2 separate regions of the Rattus norvegicus genome follow, and region 2 is linked to region 1. A link is a contact called in public Hi-C data. All regions are on one chromosome and are shown on one strand. The core of a region is the stretch at or near the end of the contact, and the rest is flanking DNA. Distances in the headings are between cores, read along the strand shown.

What was found. A called contact is a pair of places that touch in the nucleus more often than the background predicts.
Region 2: a Hi-C map of Schwann cells shows a contact between it and region 1, with 15 times the contacts expected there. The contact joins the promoter of Cnksr2 here to the enhancer-like site in region 1. A contact is called at or near these places in 2 of 12 Hi-C or Micro-C datasets (Schwann cells and frontal cortex).

The regions. Positions count from the first base shown.
Region 1 is chrX:39,795,543-39,802,439 of GRCr8, forward strand. LOC103690826 (a long non-coding RNA gene) reads left to right here and starts at 5,114. Exons shown (of 2, transcript XR_597597.2): 1 at 5,114-5,219; 2 at 5,957-6,608. Within about 2 kb of position 2,154, at least 11 of the 93 cell types and tissues checked have an H3K27ac peak or open chromatin away from gene starts, as enhancers often do.
Region 2 is chrX:40,717,417-40,724,911 of GRCr8, forward strand. Cnksr2 (connector enhancer of kinase suppressor of Ras 2) reads left to right here and starts at 5,802. Exons shown (of 22, transcript NM_001113366.1): 1 at 5,802-6,038. The coding sequence starts at 5,975.

The DNA of each region.
Region 1 (6,897 bases), core at 904-3,403:
GTTTATATAAATGGGGCAGGTATTACATAAACGTTGACTTTAATCATTGTTAATGGTTTGGTTTATGACACACTTTTTCATTTTATAAATTTTGAGTAACTGAGTTGTACAATATATCAAAAACTTATTACAGTTATGATTATATTCATTATTTCTGGAATGTTTAACATTGTAGCTTTAGTATTTTGGTTGCTAGCCCTCCCAACAGTTGCACTGGTATTTTAAAATGACTTTTGTCTAAATCCGGCAGTTCCTCAAATGCATCACTAGATGGCAGCAAAGCTTTAATAAAAATCAACTCTCAGCCCCGTAGGGAGCACACAGTATTTCCTTTTGTCTTCTTTATTATACAACCTCATGGCACCAACAAAATATTACTATCATTAACATTTACAGTGGCAGCGACAGCAAAGGCAACTGACCAAGAGGTTCAGAATATTGCACATTGAACACAATTCAGCATTAACTGTTACAAAGTTGTTGCTAAAGATTTTCGAAATTATTAGTCCAATAGGCTGACAGGATTGTCACTGAACCTAAAGCCAGCTGCTACCATCCCACACTTATGTAAGAAATAGTTCCAAAGGCTCCTTGAAGAAGAGCTGTGGGACCTTAGTTGTACAATGTGTGACTGTCACAGAAGGAGCCTCTGAATAATTCATGAAGACTTGTTTTCTTATGTTGTTTGAGATGGGAGTCGGCTGCAGGTTTATAGACAATGACGTAATTACAGTGTTTAATGTCCCTTTGGGGGAGTTTTTATAGTCCATCTTCGTATATACACTTGGCATCTTTCATTTAGAATGACTGGGTCCACTTCTTTCTCTTTTGAGAAAAATCCTTTTCCCCACCAGAGTCCACAGCCTCTCTCTCTCTGGTGATTCTCAGAGCAGCTACACTTTCCATTACATTCTTGTCAGCAGATATCCCCAGTGGGGTCGGGGCTGCACACAGCTGGAATGTCCCTAATCTAGATGCCCTCCTGGCTCCTGAAATTGCTAGTTTGAATTGCTAGCCCCTCTATTGTGAACAATGGATCCACACTCCCTTTTCTTTCTTTACTGTGCTTAAGCATTCCTGGACCCTTTCGCCCTACACTCCCCCTTCCTTTCTACCTCCCACCCTTCTGTACCTCGTGCTTTCTTTTTCCTCCCTCTTTCTCTCTTAAAATTCCCCCAGCGTCCTTTCTACCCTGCAGTGCAATCTTAACCATCTAACAAAAGACCTTATAATGTAAATTCGATTTCAGAAATGGGAGGAGTTTTCTTGCATACTAAACAAGCATTTGCTGTCTTGGTAGGAAAACAACAAAATGTTTTCCCTTGGAAGCACTGCTTAACCACGTCTCTGATCATCGCCTCAAGCTGAATGTGCATCCACTGAAGGCAAAACACAGTCCAAGTGCAGAAGTGCAACGACCTACTTAAGATCTGCACAAATCACGTGCGATGAAAACGGATTTCGTTTCTAGGCTCTTCCCCCACCTTTAAAAAAATTTCTCCCTTATCACGATTTCTTTCTAGGTGGAGGAGGTTCCACTTGCCCACTCACTGCTTAAACCGAATTTGTGCCTGAGAATTAGACTCCTTCTAGTGTGGTCAGAATCAGGTAACAGCAGCTGAATTCAGTTCACCCCATGCCTTCTTTTCTTTCCACTGAGAAGTCAAGTGAGAAGGCTTATCTAAGGAGCAGGAAGGGAGAATTTGGGTTACTCTTTTGTGTGTGTGTGTGTGTGTGTGTGTGTGTGTGTGTGTGTGTGTGACAGGATTGTCCTGCTTTGGTGCCATTTGTCACTAAACGTGTGCTGCCCAGGCAGTAAAACAAAAGCCAATCCTGGATAAGTATGAGGCTTAATAAAGAGTTGAAGGAATTTCAAAGAAGTAAAGCATGTTTCTGCATTCCCTGGAGGCTACATGGTCTCTACTGAGGATTTTGATTTGGGGGTACACGGACGTAAGACATAGCAGATTGTATTCTATACCTGTGTGCTCGCTGGCAGGCACAAAATGTATGCTGTTAACTACAGACGTCTGGGTTTGCTTCTCCCGAAGGGCTGAAGGAAGATTCTCCAGCACGTGGGTGAAGCAGCAGCCTTGTGATCTGGCTTCCCAGCCTCTGAGCCGCCTTCCAGCTGCCTTATGTAATGTGATCTGTTTGCTGATGGGAGCCTGATTAGTTTCTGGGTGGGAACTGCGACACCTGTGTACAGTCCCCGTGCTAGACTCAGCCAGCAGACTTGAGTTGGTCTTTCTGCTGCAAGCAAGGGGTTAAATTGAGACACACTAAGGGTATAAACATGGGTGCACAGTGAGTCCAGGAACGATGTGGATGAGTGATGGAGGCAGTTGAAGTAGTCTGAATAAGAGCAGCATGTGGGTGGCAGAGAGGGAGAAAGAAAAGCCGGGAAGGGCTTTAGGGAGGAAAAACAGTCGCCACCAGAAGCTAACCATAGATCATTTACATGCATTCCTTATCAAATGAGAGCAGGAGACAGAGGCTGAAATCAAGCTGAGCAGAATTTCTAATAGAACTGGCTGACCTTTCAAACGAAGTACTTAAGTAAAGATGGGCAGCACGTGCCAGGACTTTTTACAAGGAGGCAAAACATAGGCAGCTAAGAGTTTCAGGTGTACCGTATTTAAACAACGCATCTCATTGATTTCGAATCAAAATACTTTTAAAGCACCTCTCAAGCCACATACAGTACCCCAAGCCTGTAATCCTAGCACTCAAGAGGTTGAGGCAGGAGGATTGGTGGTAGTGTGCAGCCAGCTTGGGTTATATAGTGAATTTCAGGTCAACCTGGACTATGCCACGAGACCCTGTCCCTCCAAGTAACTTTATTTGCTCTGGAATTCTTTTTATTCGTCGTCCCAAGTTGAGGGGACTGTAGGCTGTTTTGGTAGGAGTTTAACATAAGTAGCCAAAGTTTTTTACACTGTTATCCTTTGAGAGTCGTTTTATTTTCACATTTCTATAAATATGTTCAGCAGCAAGGTATGTGGAGAGCTTCCCAAGAATTTCTCTTGTGAGAGTCTCCATGAGAATTAAAAACAAGTCCATGTGGGTTCTCCATAACCGCTAACTTTAAGGCTAAAAAGTTACATTAATGAGTTCTCTGTAAATCTTCTCCCGGTCGCGAAATATTCTTTCTGGTATGGTAATTTTGTTTACTTCTCCCAAGAGCCAGTCACCATCAAAATTGGCCAGCAGGGGGCGAGCGTTCACAGAAAATGCATGTAGTCTCTGCTCTGGCTGATTTGCGGGATGGAAGAAACAGGTTTTATTCTGAGGTATTTTCAGTTCAAATTCAAGTTCTAGAACTTTGATTTATTATTAGCTTCTTCTCTTACTTGGGGAAAAGGGAAGAGAGAAAAACAGGTCTGTCTGCTACCCGTGTGTTCTACCCCCGATTCAGGGAAGGGCTCAGAAACCACAAGTTTTCAATAGAGTCAAACAGGCTGGATCGTGCATGGCTGGATCTGAGGGAGAACACAGGCTCCAGTTTTCCTAAAATGACAAATCGCCTCCCGTTACTCAAGAAATCACAAAAGATTCGCACCCACCCTTTCTTCCCCCGAGCTTTGTCCTTCTGCCAGCGATTTGCAGTCCCAGACACGTATTATATAATGAATGATGAGGCACAAAAGCCTGAAGCTTAGGCTTATTGCTTCTTTCGCAGAAAAGACATTTTTTTTTAAAAGGAAAAACCTATTATAACACCATCTTAAATGTTTCTGAGACAAATGTTTCTGACAACTGTTAGAATGGTGGGGCATTAGAACGGGTCCAAATCTGCATTAGTGCTAGGGGCTGTGACCATTTGCAATGGTCTAAGGTTTGAATGGAAAGATGGAAAGATACAACTTGATGGGGCGAGTGGAAAAGGACCTGAAGTCCCAGGACATCTGGCTCGAATCCCGGCGGATTTAGCGGGCTGAGTATTCTTGAATTCCTTCCCTTCCTGGTCTTCAGTTTCACAAGCTGCAAATGATGACACAGTGCCTTCCAATCTAACAAGTTACCCTTCTTTCAAGAATAAATGTAGATGACATTGTTTATTTGACTTCTTTCCAAGAACACAGCAACATTCGACAACCAAGAAAACATTGTTCAGGATATTATGATATTTCAAAAATCCCCAAAGTACTTCGCATTTCACATTTCTGAAAACAGGGTCACTATTTAACAATAATTTCCTTAGTGTTTTTATAGCAATTATTGTCTGAGTAATTCTCTCTGGGGAATCCTAGATAGGTACTGTGTGGTATGGAAACGCTTTCAATTTTCTTTTCCTCTTTCATTTTGCTTCTTTTCTTTTGGGTGGGGTGTGGGGGGAGAGGGTTTTGCTGAGTAGCTCAGGGTGGTCTTCCTGCCTCTACCTCTGGAATGCTGTGATTATAGGCCTGTGCTACTCTGTCCCCAGCAGAACTTTTGGTTCCTAAGATGCATCTCTTAGGGTTATGTTGAGAAAGACTGAGGTGATTTGATGTGGGATACAGAAACTCTTCAGTACTGTTAGTACTGTTAATGCTCGTCATCACTGCTAAAAGATCCAATCCACGCAGTTGATTAGAAAGGGTTCATTTTTTTTTTAAACCTCGAAGACCAATACAACATTTAGCTCGTTTGGTGACATGTTTCCTAATTGAGGAACTTCAGAATTTCAAAAATCTGGAGGGGGATTTTTTTTCCCCCAGAGACACTATCCAGTCTTGGAAAATAATCTCATAAAGGTGAAATTCTGTGGTTGTTGGCATAGCTTCTCAGCCTACAGGGGCAGTGTAAGGAACCTTTCATTGTCCAGGCAAGAGAAAACAAAACATGACTGAAAAATGATCAAAATAACAACAGCAACAGAAACGTAGGCTTAGGTTTAGATCATAGATCTGCCTTTTATTTGCTGGGTGACCTTTCTATGTCTTTTTAGTTCGTGTTGCTCAGCTGGAGGGAGAAAAGAGACCTACTGACAAAAACCAGTGAGAGGCAACACCAACACCAGGCAGCTCCGCTAAACTTAGCCCACAGGGTGAAGCAGCCTGATTGAACACATGCACCCCAGGGGCGGGGCTTTCTGTTTTTAGCCCTCTGACCATATGCATATGCAAAGAAAGTCCGGGTGCCCTGCTCGCGGCCTCCAGGGCGCAGTTTAAATTGCTGCACGACGCTTTCTTTAAACACCTGCGACTGCCTGAATACGTCTCTGACTGAGGGATATGGTTAGCTCATAATCCGGGGAAATTCAGTGTATGACATTTAATGCTTCTCTCGACACAACAAAACGGCTTTCAACTAATAGCAGGTCCCAGTGTGGGTGGAAGGAAAAAAAAATCTTTTTTTTTTTTTTTTCTGTGCCAGTAGGTAGATTCTGAGTTGCATATCATGAGGGCTTTCAGGCCTGCCTTGAAAAATTCGACCCCTAGCACTAACGCAGATTTGAATCTGTTCTAATGCCCCACTATTCTAACAGTTGTCAGAAACATTCGTCTCAGAAATATTTAAGATGGAAAATCATTTTGCTCTCTTCTTCTCTTCTCTATTGGTAACCCTGGGGGAAAATCAGAATTCTGATCATTGTTTGTGTGCCTTCTGGGGAACGCTGCCTGGGGTTCTGTTTCAAAATCAACGTGTGGTTATTCTGCACATGGAACAGGGGCTATGATGCCATGTAGATCTAGGTCTGAATCCGGGCATGATGGCTTTTCTGCTTTCTGGTTTGAGCCAAATTCTTTAACATATCTAAGACTCAATTTGCATATCCACCAATGAAGCGTGAACTGAAACCTAGTCGTTGGCCTAAGGGAATAACTGAATTCAGTACAGCATGTGAAGTGCCTGCCATAGCATCAGCTTAGAGGACCTCAGCTCTTGAATAGATATTCCCAATCACTGATTTATTTTGGTCTTTCCTACCCTCCTAAATGTTTACAGTGGTGTTCTTTTGTGTGCCCTACAGATGTCTCCTGGGGCAACTGTAAGAAGCAGAAGAGACAAAGGACTGTCACTAACCTTCTCATTTATTTGTGTGGCAGCATGTCATTGCTTCAGCAACATTAAGCTTCATTTAAAAAATATGCTGTATATGCAAGGAGAAATGGGAGACGGAGAAAAGAAATGCCTGCAAAAGTGATCTGTCCCAATTGGACTCTGAACATGATAGGTGTGCAAGTGGGAGCTCGCACGGTGAACAAAGCCAGCATCCAAGTTCCTATTTTTAGAAGCTACAGAAGAGGGGGAATATGCAGCATTTATGTAACACGTTTCCAAATAGCTCTGAAAGGAAGTTTTATATTTAATGGAGTTGTTAACAATTGGGATTAAAAGCTTAAAATAGAAGTCAGAACATGTACCTCAATTGGGGGCATCCTGTTGGGTCTGCTGTAGAATATTAAGATTGGAGAAGCTGTGTGCAGAGCTAGGTAATGGGCACAGAAATGAGCAGAGTCCTGTGTTAAATCCATCTTTCATTTTTGCCCTGTGATTCTTATTGGCTTTCTCTGCCCCATCTATGGGACCCCTTCTGTCTGTATTTTGCAACACCACAGTTTTTTCACCCAGTTGCTTATCTCTTTTTCTTTTTCCTTTAGTAAAATAGTGCTTTAACTCCAGGTTTTGTATACATTGCTTCTCTTTCTGCCCTTCACCTTAACTCTTCTCACCTACTATCTATGCCTTTGTTTAACTCTTTTCGCTACTATGAACCTCAGGGAGCCTTCACTTGGGCTGGAAAAGGAAAGTAGGTCCACATCCCAGAGTGTTTTGGATACTTGTTTCTGCAGTCTATAGAAACTGAGGCCATTGAAAGTCTTCTAGGAGAGTGTTTCTTAGAAAGATGCTAGCTTCAGGAGCACGGTAAGTGACCACTTTGAACAGAAAGAAACTGGCATCATCACATGG
Region 2 (7,495 bases), core at 4,552-7,051, 930 kb after region 1:
AGATCTGGTAAGAGTGGGTCATTTTACAGGGTGTCATTGTGTAAAGATGTAATCAGACAAGAGTAGGTATCATTATTAGTGTCTGGGATTTAATCAGAATAATTTAAGCAGTGTTGGATAAATTGGAGAAAAGTAGTCACTCATTTTTCAGCCACCTAGATAAATTACATACATAGGGAAGCTAGGAAGAAAGATAAAAGTAAATCTGTGGGAAAAGTTAATGTCCTGTTACCAAACCTCTCCATTCTGATGTCTTAATTCTTTCACAAATTAAAACCAGACTATAAATACTATCTTAATTGACAACACCACCAGTTCCTATCTGTGACCCTCCAATAATTTTTCACTCCTGTCTACCTGAAGTTATTTGTTCATTGGGCTGTCATGACATGTCATAATCCTGGTTTCTTTTCCTCTTACCTTTCCCTCCTTCCCTCCCTTCCTCTCTCCTTCTCTTCCTCCCTCCTCCTTCCCCATTCTTATTCTTATTCTCCCATATGGCTTGCTTCCACTATTTTATTTGTGAATTCAGAAACTACCTCATATAAATTTCGCATCAACTGTCCCAGATTACTCATTATTTATCTTAACTTCTCAAGTCAGCTCCTTTTGTTTTAAATGATTTATGTAAGAGAAATAATTTATCCACCCAAGTTAGGCTCCTGAAACCATTCTTGATATTGTCCCTTTTCTAACCTCTCATCCACTTGATCAAGTTCTGAACAATTATTCTTTGAACCCTATCTTCTATATAACTACCCCTATTGCTCTATTTCTGACCAGATGTGTCCCTTTATTGGCCTATTGCCACGTTGTTTGAATTGATAGTCTTCTGTCCTGCCCTTCCAAATCCATATTCTCTCTGGCTAGCCGAGTAGTCTATATAAAACACAAACATCTCTAAGTCATTTGATCTTTAAATTGATGTATATTAATTTATTTTTCCCATTCTCTTGCTATTGCTATCCATTTCTACTTCACCTCCTGTCACTTTTTGCTTTTCTTTAATATCTACAACTCAAGGACCCTTATACAATGCTATATAACCTTGCCCACCATTTGTCTAAAAGTCATTTGCTGCATTGTTGTTTAGCTGACATCCCTTAAGGTCTAAATTGAGCATTCAAATCTCCATATAGTCTTCTTTATAGTTGTCAAACATTCCTCTCTGCATAGAAGTTAACCTCAACTTTTTGCATAGTAGTAGACATATCTATCTTTGTACTTATCACATTATCCTATTAAATGAATTGTAAATGTTCTGTTTCCCCTACCAACATGTGAATATCCTGATCATTTACATATATAAAATTAAGATAATTTTTCTGACTGAAGGACAGAACTTGAGCCAGCATTTTTGATAGTGCTCAAAAAATGTTGAATAGCAAATTTTTGTATCCTTCACTAATGTCTGCCAAGTACATTAGAAACTTCCCTGGTGGGTAAGGGCTTTATGTATTAAGAAAACTAATCTTGGGGTTTTTGTTAGATTGTGATTAATACAGCAGGGGACAACATTGGAAAGAGCCCTTAAACACCTCTACTGGGACAACCTAAACTCAGGCCAATTTCTCTTCACTTAGAAAGGATTGCTGTAAATCTTGGTTGAAAAGGACATGACTTGATTTAATACAGCTTAGCTTTAAGGCACAACAACAAAGAAATGTTTCTACTAATTGAATTATCGTCTCTAGGTGCTCTTTATCCCCATTAAATCTAAAGGGAGATATAGCCTGGAGAAGTGCACTGAGGCCTATTTACAATTACAGTTACTTCATACATGATTCTTGGGCGATTGGAAACTTTGCTTGCTATCCGAGAGACTGTTTTCTTAATTGACAGCTGTTAGGCGAGTTATACTGGAAGCAACATTATTCCAGAAAATTTCACTAAGCTTTCTCTGGAAAAATATTTTTACATTATTCTTGGGAACCACTAGTCCTTTCTTTTATTGTTATTAATCTTATCAAGATTGCTGAAGTTTTTTTTTTAATCAAGAGGGACTGTATGAGCAAGGTTAAATAATACACCTGCTTTTGAAATTATAAGCACTGTCTATGATTAATGAAAAAGGGAGGATCTTATTTTCTCTATTTTGAGATATGAGATATCATATAATTGTTTTCTCCATGTTTTAGTGATCAGTATTGTTCAAAAATAAAAGACTAGAATAACTTTGCACAAAAACCATTGCTTATTATGAAAACAAGAAGCTGGAACATGACAGTGCATATTTGTAATTTCAGTACTTGGGAGTCTGATGTAGAGAGTTGAAGAGTTCAAGGCCAACTTGGACTATATTAGGTAGGTAAAAGATTAAAATATATCTTGTAATACAAAGTATCTTTTCAAACTATGTAGTAAGTAAAAGTCAACAGATCGCTTAATTTGGTAAACATTTATGTTCTCTCACTGACTCCAAAGAGACAAAGGCTTAAAAAGTCCTTCTTTCAGTGGAAGACTCCCTTCCTAGCTGATGGAATTCCTAAAAATAAGATTCGGTTAGAGCACTATTTGTAAATTCTTCATCTAAAGCTAATTAAGAGCATATTACACTTTAAAATCTTAACAGAGGATATGTTGGTTAAGGGATTTTTATTTTTATTTTGAAATCCATAGGGACAAAACATTAACCAGTGTCACAAATTGATTTAACCTCCTTAAAATAAAAGAATAGATTAAAAAGATTATTTTAATTGATTCATTTTGATATGATTGCAAATATCTCAAAAAATTATATATGCAATTAACTTAATTAACTTAACATTTCTACTCTGCTTGATTTTATAAAGAATCTGAGGCTCTTTCCAAAGGTTCATAGTTTGGCTTTTACATCTAGCCTGTGGAAGAATGTGTGACATCATACCAATTAGTTCATTATATTTTTATATATATTTATGACAACATACTTTACTTCTAATCTTTAAAATTTGAATACTAAGAAAGGCAATATTAAGTAGATGAGGATTTCATAGAATCACATTATAGTAAACTTACAAAAAATGGGGCAAGATGTTAAATTTTGAATAAGAGGCAGACTACATAAATGGTAGCTTGTTTGAACAGTTGTGAAAAGAAAAATGCCACAAAGATTCAGCTGAGTCATCTGTAGTTAAAGAATAAGAGCATCGATGACTTAATCCTTTCATTTCTTTCCCCTCCCCAAACCAAGAATGCAGAAAGTAAAAAGCCTGTTATGTTATGAAGAGATTGAAATAATTTATGCTAATTATATTGTCAATGTCAAAGTCAAATGCTATATTTTATTGGCGAACCTAAAGGAGGAGAATTTAAGAGAAAGGCCATGGTGTAATTGTTAGACAATAGGAATCTATACTCACAGTTTGGTTCATTCTTAGATTTTTATTTAGTTTTATAGTTATTTTACATGATTGGACAAACGTGCCTAACTCTAACACAAATTGGAGGGGGGCTATGTACTCCTTCAATCTAATATAGGGTCTTCCTCAAAATTCTCTTTTATTTTCCTACAATGTCACTTTCTCATTTTCTTTGCAAGTGGTCTTGTCACATAATTTCAATCAATGTATCCTTCCTTATCTATATTCTCATTCTCTCATCTATATGTCTATATCCTGGCCTGTGGCTTTTGTCTTGATTTCCTGCTCATCAGACAAGTGATGTCTTAATTTGCACTTGCTTGTGTTACGATTTACAGTGTGGTTGCTTGTCACAAATGGCCAGTCTTTCAGCCTGCATCTTGCTCTTGCAGTCACATTTGGTCATGTCCTATATTCTCATCATTTCTGGTTACCTAAGGATCAGGAAAATCCATGGTAAGTCACAGACTTCTCTGTGGTTAACAGAGAATTATATGATGTTCATCCTGGAGATCTTCAATGGACCACCCATTCACTACAATTGTCCATTTTATGACACTGATACATATCTTTTGGCTTGTTTCCCACGTTGAAATTCTGAAATGAACTTGCTGTTACAATCACACAAACTAGTTTATTTAACATGTATGTAACCATGTGTAATAGAGGGTTAAAGTCTCGGCTGTAAAATGTAGCTAACAGTAGAGCTAGTTTAAGGCAGAATAAAAATAAAGTGATTAGCACTTTGGCTAATAAAATGTGTGCTACCAGTAGGAATATTTTGATAACCTTACTTGTATAATCTAAATTTCAAATTTTTGTCTATATCTTGAAGTTCGGGTTATTAGTAAACAAGTCTGAACACAAGGTTCTTAAATGTAATTCCTTTTTTACCACTAGTGTGAAAACATCAATGTGTTATCTGCTATTGTTTTGCCTCCTTGTGTGTTGGGGGTGGGAACTTGCCAACTGAAGAAGTGATGTTCTTATAAAATTGAGTTAGACAAAACGGATAAAGTAGGAACTGACATGCTTTATTGGCATTACTGAAATGATTTAGAAATAAAAGGAGTTTCTCGTTTACTCAATGTAACTGTTTTAAGAATTATACTGAGAAAAACCAGTTATAATGGTGGTAGAGTTTGCTAATAGACGTTCTAGAATTGTCATTGAAAGTAAAGCCTCATTTAGGCAAACTGTGTTACTAAACGCTGCATAGGTTTTTGAAGCAAACAATATGTGAAACATCATGTTTGTAGTTTGTCGCTAACTTTATGTCCCATTATTACTCTTCGGATGTTATATAAGAACGACTGAACACAAAATGACACCACGTAAAACAGATATCGAGGACCTTGTGTTGAAGGAGTTGGCCAACAACTGGAGCCCAGAGCCTGGGAGGAGGCACGTGTGGGGTTGGGGAGGCGGTTTCCGAATCACCTGGAGCCTCTTGCAGTTGACAGCTCTGACTTCCTGGGTTCCTTTTATCACCCAGGGGAGATCTGACTACACGGACCATCTAGTCCCCTATGGGCGTCTCTGGCTAGCGCCAGGCTCCCATCTGCGGAAGCCCACACCCGGTGTTCTCCGCAGGGTACGGGGGAGTCACCTCGGGAGCCAACTCAGCAGCTGCGAGGGCGACAGAGAGAACAGCCAGGGCTCCCATTGTCACCCTAGCAGTTCAAAGGCGTCCCCTCCCCCTGGTGGCGAGGGGATCAGGGGATGGGGGGGCTATAGTACCCTCCTCCACCACCCCGGGCTCTCCGTTCAACTGGTGGGGCAACCGGTCTCTCTGAGTCTCCTGGGAGGCCACTGGGAGCTATGTCCTGCAGCCGCCGCACCTGACTGCCTAACCGACCTCCGGGCTGGGCGAGCCTCCAGCAGCAGCGGCGGACTCCCAGGCTCCAGGCATCACCGCGGCACACGCCCTCCCGGCGCAGCTCCGGCCGAGTGCTACCCCCGGGGCGGGAAGGCGGGAGCGCGACCGGCCCACACCTGGCCCGCGTGTCTGACAGAAGTCGGGCGGCGGGCACGCGCGCTGGCCCACGCACGCGCACAGGGCTCGCGCGCACCGGCTGCCGGCCCTGGGGGCGGGACCGCGCGGCGGCGAGCGGGGCGGGGGGCTCGTGGAGCGCGCGCCCCGCACCCGAGGGCTGCGGAGAGATATTTTGGGTGGCAGGAGGCCCCTCGTCATTTCCGCCGGGCGGCTCGTCGTCGTGCCGGGGGCTCCACTCCCGCGCGCCAGGCGAGCGAGCGGGCAAGTTGGCTGCGGCCGTGCGCCGGCGTCTCTTCCCTTCCCCGCCGCGACCCTCGGCGGCTCGAGCCATGAACTGAAGCCCCTCGGGACGCACACCCCGGGCTGAGCCGCGGACGCTGCAGCTGCGGTGGCAGCCTGGGCTGGGACAGAGCCGACCCCGGCGCGTTATCCCGGCCGGCCGGCTGGCCGTCGCCGCTCCCACCGCGGCCGCCTCCGACGCTCCAGCCTCCGGACGGACACACAAAAGCCACCCTCTCCCTGTCGCCCACCCCAGGAGGCTGCGGCCGGCCACTGACCCCACCTGAGGGCGCAGCGGGCTGCGGACTTGGCTTTCTGTCCGAGCTCCGCGTCCCACGCGGCACCAACCCCGCCGCCCATGGCTCTGATAATGGAACCAGTGAGCAAATGGTCTCCGAGTCAAGTAGTGGACTGGATGAAAGGTAATGCCCTCTGTGGGGAAGGAGAGGCGACACTAGGGCGCAGGGTCCCGGTACGAGGGAGGGACACCCGACAGGGCATAACCCGTCCTGGGAGCTTTCAACCGACTGCTGAGGTCCTCCCTGGGGATGGCTAGGGGTCCTCTGGCTCTAGCAGGGACTCGGGGACCCTGGTCTCCTTTTGTCTTCAGCCTGGAGGGGCGCGGGGAGCAAGAGGGCGGCGGGCGCCACCTGGTTGAAGCTGGAAGCAGGGCGGTGGAATCCCCGCGCAGCTTCCCCACTTCACGCTTCCCTCGACGCCTTCGGGTTGAGAGGACGCGGCGACCCTTGTTTCCCTGCTAAGGGAGGAGCCCTTGGGACCTATTCTCCTGGTTGTCCCTGCATCAGCCCCTTTGTTCCTGGAAACCCGAGGCCCCTTCTCGGTCTTGCCCTGCCAAGTGCCTTCCCCAGCGCCAACTCTCCTGGCAACTTTTAAGCCCGCATAATGGGGTCAGGATGCAGTCGCTCTGGTTGGAAGCTGGGAACCCCCTCCATGATGGGCTGACGATGGTCGGGAAGGGGGCGCGCTACTTTGGGGTAACATGCTTCCCTTAGGACAGCATCCAAGCTGATATATGTGGGCTCCCTCCTGCGCACCCCAGCATGTCCTTTGCTTTTCTAGGTTGAGGTCTGCGATGTTTAAACCTCTCGCAGCTTCTTGTTAAGGGTCCAATGTTAGGTTTAAAGTAATGCGCATTCAAATATTCTCCTTTCTTCCATATTGAAGCCCCCCCTCCACCCCCGACAATCTCTAATGACCAGTTTCAAACCTTCGCCCTTCTCCTAGTCACAAATGTGGGCTTTTTCTCTAGTCTCTTGGCTTTCCTGTCTCACTATCTCCCTCTGTTGTCTGACTTGAGGGGCTTGTTAAGGACCTCTCCAGTCCATCCTCAGACTGAACTCTAAGGGGATACCTACCTTGGAATAAAAGATTCTTGGACATGCTTGGAAAAATGCTTGGGGAATATGAGAGTTCTGCTTGAGTTCATACCTGAGCAGGGAAACTTAAGATGTGCTTCAAGCCTTATCTGTGAAAATGCCCCTTTCAAAGAGCAAGGAGCCCCTTTCCTAGGCTTGCTTAGCAGTCAGACTTTCTAAGCTCTATATACTTGAAAATGGAAGGGATTGAAGGTAGTGGGGAGAAATTCAGTTCTCTCCTTATCTTTCCCCCACCCTTTCGGACATTTGCCTATTTTCTAGGGGTTCTCTTTATTTGCTTTGCTTCCTTTTCTCCCTGATTTGCCCAGTTATTTCTCACTTACTTTGATTTTCCCATCTCATCTGTAGGAAAAATGCTTTGTAACTGCGAAGCACAGTGTAAGTGCAAGTGAATTAAATTAAACCTAATTCATTATTTATCCACTGCCCCTTGTGTGCAGTGCATTGGGTACCATGGGGGTTATAAAGATGACTAAGACAAA